Regions from separate parts of the Zea mays genome. Here region 1 is linked to region 2. A link is a contact called in public Hi-C data. All regions are on one chromosome and are shown on one strand. The core of a region is the stretch at or near the end of the contact, and the rest is flanking DNA. Distances in the headings are between cores, read along the strand shown. Region 1 has its middle 7.1 kb from the start of LOC103633033. Region 2 has its middle 5.8 kb from the start of LOC100381797.

Evidence for each region. Hi-C and Micro-C count contacts between places; a contact is called where the count stands out from the background.
Region 1: a contact with region 2 is called in a Hi-C map of ear, with 2.5 times the contacts expected there. The contact joins two enhancer-like sites. A contact is called at or near these places in 2 of 25 Hi-C or Micro-C datasets (ear and tassel).

The regions. Positions count from the first base shown.
Region 1 is chr7:146,243,406-146,247,808 of Zm-B73-REFERENCE-NAM-5.0, reverse strand. No RefSeq gene overlaps it. Among protein-coding and RNA genes, the nearest start is that of LOC103633033, 7.1 kb to the left of the region's middle. Within about 2 kb of position 1,323, at least 9 of the 20 cell types and tissues checked have an H3K27ac peak or open chromatin away from gene starts, as enhancers often do. A contact at or near this core is called in ear, where this site is marked.
Region 2 is chr7:145,934,622-145,938,792 of Zm-B73-REFERENCE-NAM-5.0, reverse strand. No RefSeq gene overlaps it. Among protein-coding and RNA genes, the nearest start is that of LOC100381797, 5.8 kb to the right of the region's middle. Within about 2 kb of position 1,557, at least 19 of the 20 cell types and tissues checked have an H3K27ac peak or open chromatin away from gene starts, as enhancers often do. A contact at or near this core is called in ear, where this site is marked.

The DNA.
Region 1 (4,403 bases), core at 74-2,573, 310 kb before region 2:
TCGAGCAGATTTAAGTGTAAATCGTGAACCAAAACAGCGTAAATGACGGGTTCTGGCTCGAGCGGATTTAAGTGTAAATCGTGAACCAAAACAGCGTAAATGAGTATAAATTTTAGCGTAAATGAATAGAAATATCAGAAACAGACAAATAGATGGAAGCGGATCCATGAACTGAAATATAGGTCATAAAATCCTATTGACATTGGCATAAATATGTATACAAAATAGCATAAAAATAGGATCGCCGTCCTGCGGAACCAGCGCCTCGCATCTGGGATGCGCCACCACTTCGTGCCTAGGGGAGGATGTCGTCGTCGCTAGCGCCTAGGGAAATCCGCCGTCGCGACCGCTGGCACATCGCCGTCGTGCGCACCTCATGGGGCCACCGCCGCGTGCGTGCCCTCGGGATCCGATGCCGCAGCGTGTCCCTAGATTCGCCGTCGCGCCACAGGAATCCGCCATCGCGAGCGTGTCCCCCGATCCGTCGTCGCGCCTCAGGGATCCGTCGTCGCGAGCGTGTCCCCAGATCCGTCGTCGCGCCACAGATGCTGGAGCGGCGGTGGCGGTGGCCATCGCAGAGACGGACGGGACAACCGCCGTTGTCACCGGGCCTAGGGTGCGCTGCCGTCATCCGTCCGCTTCAAGAGCGCCGTCACCGCTTGCTCGCCTGCCTCGGAGCGTCGTTGTCGCTCGTTCCTGGTGGAGCGCCGCCGTCGGTCGCCTGCCTCGAGGTGACACCGCTGCTGGCCCCCAGGATCACCGCCGCTCGCACGCCCTAGAGAACCGCCGCCGCCGCTAAAACCTAATTCCTGGCGGCGTGGGGGTGTTTTTATAGTGGTGGCGTGGGCCGGATCGTGGGCCCGATGCACGTAATATGCGCAGACTATATTTGCATAAACTGATACACACATCAGCATAACTCGTATTATATTTTGGCGTAAGCAGTTAGGTACAATAAACCAAAAAGGGTCCGGTGCGGTCGCGCACCTGGTCGGGGCTTCCTATAGTTAAATAGAGCCTAGGGCTATATATATATATATATATATATATATATATATATATATATATATATATATATATATATATATATATATATATATATATATATATATATATATATATATATATATATATATATATATATATATATATATATATATATATATATATATATATATATATAGAGCCACTCTGTCTTATATGGAACCAGTCTAAATAATAATAAATTAGGAGCGAAGCGGCTCTATCCCACCATTCTCCGTTATCAAACACTACACTAATGATTTTGGTACGAGCATCCAAGAAAGTTCCTTAACAGTTGATGGTGATGGATGGTTGTTGATGCAGTGCCGCAACGTGCGCTATGTACGCTGCCGTGTGCTAGTAGCGTAGTAGTAGTAAACACGAGTATAAGATTACTGATGAGCTTCGAGGAAAAAGATGAGGTGGAATTCCAGGCCCCTGTCGCACTAGTGTTGAAAGTTTGTAGTCTGTTTTCGCGTTGCGGGGACAAGTCAAGCGCTCGGCTCTTTGAAGGACTAGCAGTACAAGTTTGACTACGTTAACTTTCCGACGAGCGTGACGCCTTCGTATCAGGTTTGTACGGATATTGTCAATTGGTATCGATTTATACGTGTTAAAATGGACTCTCCGTCCTAAAATATAATTTTTTAGACTAAACATACATTTATTAATTAACTTATGAATATAATTTGTATGTATATCTACATTCAATATTATTTATTGAAATATGTAAAAAAAGAGGGCTGAAAAGAAATATATTTTGTGATGGATGGAGAATTAAAGTAAAATTAAAACTAAATTTCTCCTAAACACACATAGACTAAGATGAATTCGATAATACCCAAATAAGACCCTAAATGGCAAATAAGGGCTCCATTTGCCACTTTAGTTTGCTAATAAACCATTAGTGACCACTACATTGATATGCATTTTGGGGCTGTTTATTAGTTGAGACTGAGATCTTGCATGAACTCTATGTAAAATATCAGTCAACAATGTTAAGAAATATTGTATACGATAATGAGGAGTTGTAATCAGATAAATATTTTGTTCCTAAGGTAGACTAGAATCTAGTTTAAATCTATATTGTATTTGTCTAGACCTTTCAGAATCGGCTTTTATATATGTATACCATTGTAAGGGTTGTTTCTCATCCAACATGCCAACATGTAACGTACGCAGACCCCTAGTCTAGGTTGTTGGTGATTTTCTTCTAAACACCTCTATACTTTTACATGGTAATCATAGCCATGGCGAGTTCATCGTCATCTACCTTCGTGAATCTTCTCATCGGCCTACCTATCTCCAAGAAGCTGCCGAAATCTAATCATGCACTATGACATGCACATGTTAGGGCTGCTATCCATGGCACAAAGCTACTCGGCTTTCTAACATGTGACACCAAGGTGGTGCTAGCCAAAATCTCCTAGAAACGATGGAAAAGAGACTGAGGTAGACAATATGAAGTATGAAGGTTGAAAAGCAGAGATCAAGAAGTACGCATCTCCTCTCGTCGCTATCAAAAGACTTGCTGATTCAAGTTTTTTAGTCAAAACCACGGTTGAAACCTAGATAGAGATCCAAGGCTCCCTTGCATCGCAAACAAGAGCAAGAATTGTCAATGTACGATCTGCACTAGAAAATACCGAAAAGAAAATCTATCTATTTATGAATACTTCAGAAAGACGAAATCCCTAGGTGATGAGATGGCAACAGTTGGTCTACCTCAAGAAGATGAAGAATTAGTGAAGTAGATTCTCACAGGTCTCGATGACGACTGCCTCTCACTAGTCTCAGTCGTCTTCGCTAGAAGGAGCCGATCACAGTTAGCGAACTGTTCAGTCAGCTTCTAAATTTCAATACACAAGTCGGTATCATCTCTGATAGCAGCTTTATCAACGCCATGAGTCGGAGACATGGTGCTACTCAAGGACGAGGTGGGATTCACGGACGCCTATGTGGACATGGCGATTTTCGGTGCGGTAAGGGTGCGGCCTTTGCAGCTCTAACCAAAACCATGGTAGATCAGAGGAGCAACTCATATGTCAAGTTTGCTTCAAGAAAAAAACATAGAGCTATTGAGCATTTGTACAAGTTTGATGAAAATTTTGTTCTAGATAAAATACTTACTACCTCTACCACATGTTCTTATTAGATTGATCCAAGCTGGTACATGGATTTTGGTGCCACCAGTCACATCACTAGAGAGTTAGAAAAGCTCAAAACCGAAAACAAGTATTAAGGATGAGATCAAATCCACGTCGCTAGTGGATCAAATATGAATATTAGTTATGCTGGTCATACTTTATTAACTACTTGTATTTGTAGTTTCATAGTAAAAGATACTCTATACATTTCCAAATCCAAGAAAATCTTATCTCTATTCATCGACTTATATCTAATAATTCAGTCTTTATCGAACTACATCCTACTTTATTTCTTATTAAGATAAGATAAAAAACTAAGACAATTCTGCTTAGAGGGAAATACATAGGAGGGTTATATACGCTTCCAATCCTAACAATAAAGGAAGTTTGGAGTGCTAGGAGGTCACCAGTAAACATGTGACATAGTTGTCTTGGCCACCCATAGTTTAGCATTGATGACTAACTTGTTAGTAATAACAATTTGCTATGTTCTCAAGAGTTTGTTAGTGAGTCAGTTCGCAATGGTTGGTAGCAATTTAGGAGTCATTACTTACCATGTCTCAATTTTTATTGCAGCTTGTGTATATTGATGTCTAGGGTCTACAACCAGAATCAGTAGATAAAAAAATATTATATGAGTTTTATCGATGATTATAGTAAATTTACTTAGGTGCATCTCGTAAAGTTTAAGCCAAAAACTTTTCAGAATTTTCAAGAGTTTCAAAATTTTGTAGAGCAACAATTTGTTCATAATATCCTTGGCGTATATCAGACTTGGGAGACAAATATTAAAAACTTAACTCATTCTTTACTAAGCTTGAACACAATTAATATGTATCTATGATTAGTTTGATTTAATTAAATAAAATATAATGCATGTTCCTATTGAATCAAACAATAAAAGTATGTAATAAAAAATGAGTTGAACTCTATTTAGAGATTGTCACTCCTTAACTCAAAAGAATTGCAAATCTTCTATATTTAACCGAAGAGCATTCTGGGCTTCTCCCGACGCCATGTCACGCTTTCTTCTCCTGTTGCGACGCATTCCCTCTGTCGGTCCCTAGCCCATGGCCATTTTTCGTTGTCGTCTCTTTTCTCCCATTACTCATGCAAAGAAAACGTAGCAACCCACTCCACTATCCTCATCTCGCGCTCTCCTCTCGTCGCCGCTTCTACATGTCCTTGCCCGTGTCGTACGCCACCGCCGCTTCAGCACCGTGTGCTTCGCCG
Region 2 (4,171 bases), core at 308-2,807:
ATCTAGTTTATTGGCTTTAGAAATCTTCATGCCAGAATAAGCATAAATTATTCTTCTATCGAGCTTTGAAAGTGGTGACGATGGAAGTCTTTGCGATTGATAGATGACACTCAAATGCAAGAATTGAAGATGGCTAGTGTTATCCATAGTCATGACATTTTATTTCTTTAAAATAGTTTAATTATTCAAGCAACTGTTCTCTGGTGCAATACTAATTGTCATGTATTGGTTATACGCATCTTTATACTAAAGCCGGAACTTTTGTTTCCATAATAAAAAAACATAAATTCTCCTTCTGATTATTAGTTCTCAATGTCTGGCCAAGTACTCGTAACTTGCTTCTTCGCTGGAGTATGCTTCAACAAGATTATAGTTATGCGCTTTGTTCAGCAAGATTAAAGTATGCTTCAACAAGATTATAGTTATACATCTTTTGGTAGGCTACACTTTGCTTTGGAGTGTCTGGATACCTTGAACCTCGTCATATATACTGACAAGTGGCGATCTCACGCACGTTTTGGGAAGTCGCAAAGATCAATTAAGATTGTTGTTCTTCATGGACATTATGATCACTATGTGCTGGTCCATCTAGGCAGTTAGGAATGGTGTTAGTTTCAGAAATATATCTGCATCAGTACGTCGCTGCAAGTTAATCTTCACAGCGGAGTTTCCTCTAGTTATTCTAAGGGCAAAGGAAAAAATATGAACCCGACCTAAATTGATTCTTGACTTGAAGCTACTGTGCAATGTTTCGCATTTTTTAACTTTTTTTTGTTTCTTTAGCTTTGTACCTGGTTTTATTTCCTTTTATCGACAAAGCACATTAAGCTGATTTTTCATAAGCAGTTGCTTCTGTTTAGTACAGTTTTCGCAACATCTTAACTGTCTGCTTTGGCTTTCAGCAGGGGCAATTCCAGTAGGGGCAGAGGGGGGCAATGTCCCTCCGAATCCTCCCCAAATTCTATAGAAACTACTAATTTTGTTAGCTAATTAACACATAAATAATGTAAAATACATCCTAACAGTTCCCATAATCTGATTTGTCCCCCTCAATTTTAAATCCTGGTTTCACCCCTGGCTTTCAGCTCTGTGCTTTGACAAACGGGTGAAAATAGAGAGATGTTTATGGTTGTTTGAAGGGAGATAAACTAAATGGAGGTGTTTTATAGTTGTTTCAATGTAATATCCAAAATCCAGTGAATAAAGCGAGGAGTAAATTATGTTTTTTTCTATTTTTCTTTAGCATATATGACACATTATGTTTAAGTGCTTAAATTATTGAATAATATGCATCTCATGCTCGAACTTCTTCTGTTGTGCATTTACAATTTAGTTGAAATTTGAACTTAGTTGAAGTTTAAAAAAAGAAAGAAATTTAAAAGAAAATCGAAATAGGAAAATGGAAAATAAAAAGGGAAAAGAAATGAGGGGCAGTCCTCAGCGACTCAGCGTGGGCCGGTTTCCCCCTCCTCGGCCCATTCCACCACACTGACTCAATCCACCTCATGGCGCCGACACCTGGGCCCGCGCACCAGCCTTTCCCCGCCGCATTTGGTCACCTACAGGTGGGCCCACTCCCTCAGCCGTTCAACCTCACCGCGCCCGTCCCTATCGCTGCCCGGTGGACCCCACCCTCTAGAAATCTCCCCAAACGAACTTCTCCCAGAATCATGCGCTGGCTCGACAGTGTAAACCGTGGCTCGTTCGCCGACCCCATCTCGCTCCTAGCCTAGTAGTTTAAAGTCGCAGCACCACGACCCCCTTGTCCATCTCTCCTATACCAAACTGAGGGTTGCCATAGACAGAGGAAGGTCGTCACCGTGTTGCCACCGACGTGAGATCGCAGAGGAAGACACGGTGATCGCCACCGATTCAATCGGTGTCGCGGCGCTAATGGAGCCGTCGTTGGAAGGCATCAGTGGGTGCTCTAGGAGTTGCCGAGGCTATCAGTGCCTAGTCATCCGCAAAGGAGAAGCAGGGCCCCGGGAATCGCTCGACGAAACAGCAGCACCGCCGCGATGCTGCTACTCTCTGCAGGCAAGGATCTCCACACCAAAGATCTAGGTGAGAACCCTTCCTTCTCTTTCGCTGTCTTCCCCGTAGCATGTAGCACCTTTCGCATCGAAGTTTGAGCCTGAGAGCGGGGAATTCGGGGTTGCCGACCATGGTGCCGTCGTCCATGCTCGGGCGCCGCCGTGCGTGGCCGGTGTGATGGGGGAAACGCTTTAGCCGTTGATCTGAGGAGATGCGGCTGGGATTAGAATTGCATACTCGTTCGTCTGGGTTCGATCTAGACCGTCGATTGGGTGATGTGGGAGTGATATTAGATTTCTTTTATTTTAAATCGCGTTCGTCGATCTCTCATCGGATGGCAGGCGTATAGTACCAGTTCACTAAATATTTGATCTAATCTGGACCCTCCATGTTGAATCCAGCGGCTATTATTATACATTTTCGGCCATACCGTTTTACTAAAGAGCCTCTACACTTTTAGGAATTGAACTCACCGTCCATCTAAGTTTAAAGAACATAGCAGATAGGTCCTAGTTTTTACAGTTTGGACCCGACTTCTCTACAAATAAAACATGGCGTCCTCTCTCCTAGTAAAATAAATAAAATGAATGAAGAAATACATGAAACCCTTATATAATGATTTTTCAGTGTGAAATTAATATTAAAATGCCTAGAAACTCAGATAATTCATAGCTAATTCGTTTTAACTCCGATTTTAATGGTTCTCGAACCTAGAGTTCCATCTCGATTTACAGAATATTATTATGAAGTTGTTCCCATGTTTGGTGTGATGTTAATTTTTGTCTCTACATTTTTTGTTTGATTTGTTGCGAGTAGACGACCAAGTGGCCGGGAGACCCGAAGCACATGAGGTTGAAGATCCTGAGCAAGAGCTCGCAGAAGGCAAGTTGTGCCCTTGATCACTTTTTTACCCAATAATATTTTCTATAATCACTATGACATGCTCAAGTTAATTTGATGGAACCTAATAGGTTACCCTAGTTTGGTCTACCCTATACCTTGCTTATAAATGAACTTTTGGGTAGTATTTGTTATTGCTTTATGTGGTTTTGAGTGTTATGAATCATGATCATGCTTATTATTGTCAAATGGATTATTTACTGTTCATGATAAGATTATTTGGTTAATTAGATCATGGAGCGACCACCGAGAAAATTGTGCTACCGCAAGGGTGGAATGGGACACCCTTGTCTAAGTAATTAGGAAAGCTAGTAGGGGTTAATCCTTTCCCGAAAGGGGCAAGCGAGGTCTGGGGAGCTGTCGGTATAGGGAGGTTCTCGGGTCGATCTATCTGTGATAGCTTTTCGGGCGAGGGATTCCTGTATCACCCCGTCCTACCTGAATCCATAGTGGTTTCTCTCTTGCTAGTGGAACTTTGGAAAAGGCCTCGTAGTGCTATCATGCCTTGCCTCCTCGGTAGAGGTGTATTGGAACCATGACCCCGTGGCAGATGAGTATCCCGGCTTGTGGGTAAAGATACGCAACATCTGAGAGTGTAAAACTGGTATATCAGTTGTGCTCACGATCATGAGAGGCTCGAACCATTACATGAGTAACTTATGGAATTAAACTTAATCTATCATTTGCATTATACTGTGGAATTTATTATTAACTGTGATATCTTATTATACACTTATACTTAATAACTACTAATAAAATTTTGACCAACTTATTAAAAGCAATGTTCAGTCTTAACCATTATTTGTTGATAAGCCTTACACTACACATGAGCCTCCACCGTAAGTGAGCTCATACACATTATTTCTCACACTTGTTGAGCGATGACCGTATGAGAGCTCATCCTTGCTATAATCACACCAGGAGAAGAACATGTACCGCCAGATGAGGACTTTTATGATGAGTTTGACGAGATCTAGGTGTTGTCTCCTAGTCAAGTGTTGGCGCCGAGAAAATAATTATCTTAGTTAGATTTATTTATTATCATTTATTTTGTAAGATATTTTCGCTATGTAATAAAGATTATGACATTCGTATTTATAAACTGAGCCATTGTATATGTGAATCTTTACTTGGCGCACATATGAGACACACAGGTTGTAATTCAAACATATAGTTTTTTTCGCATGACATATCTTACAACAATTTAATTACAATTTATAGTGGAACCAAATAGACC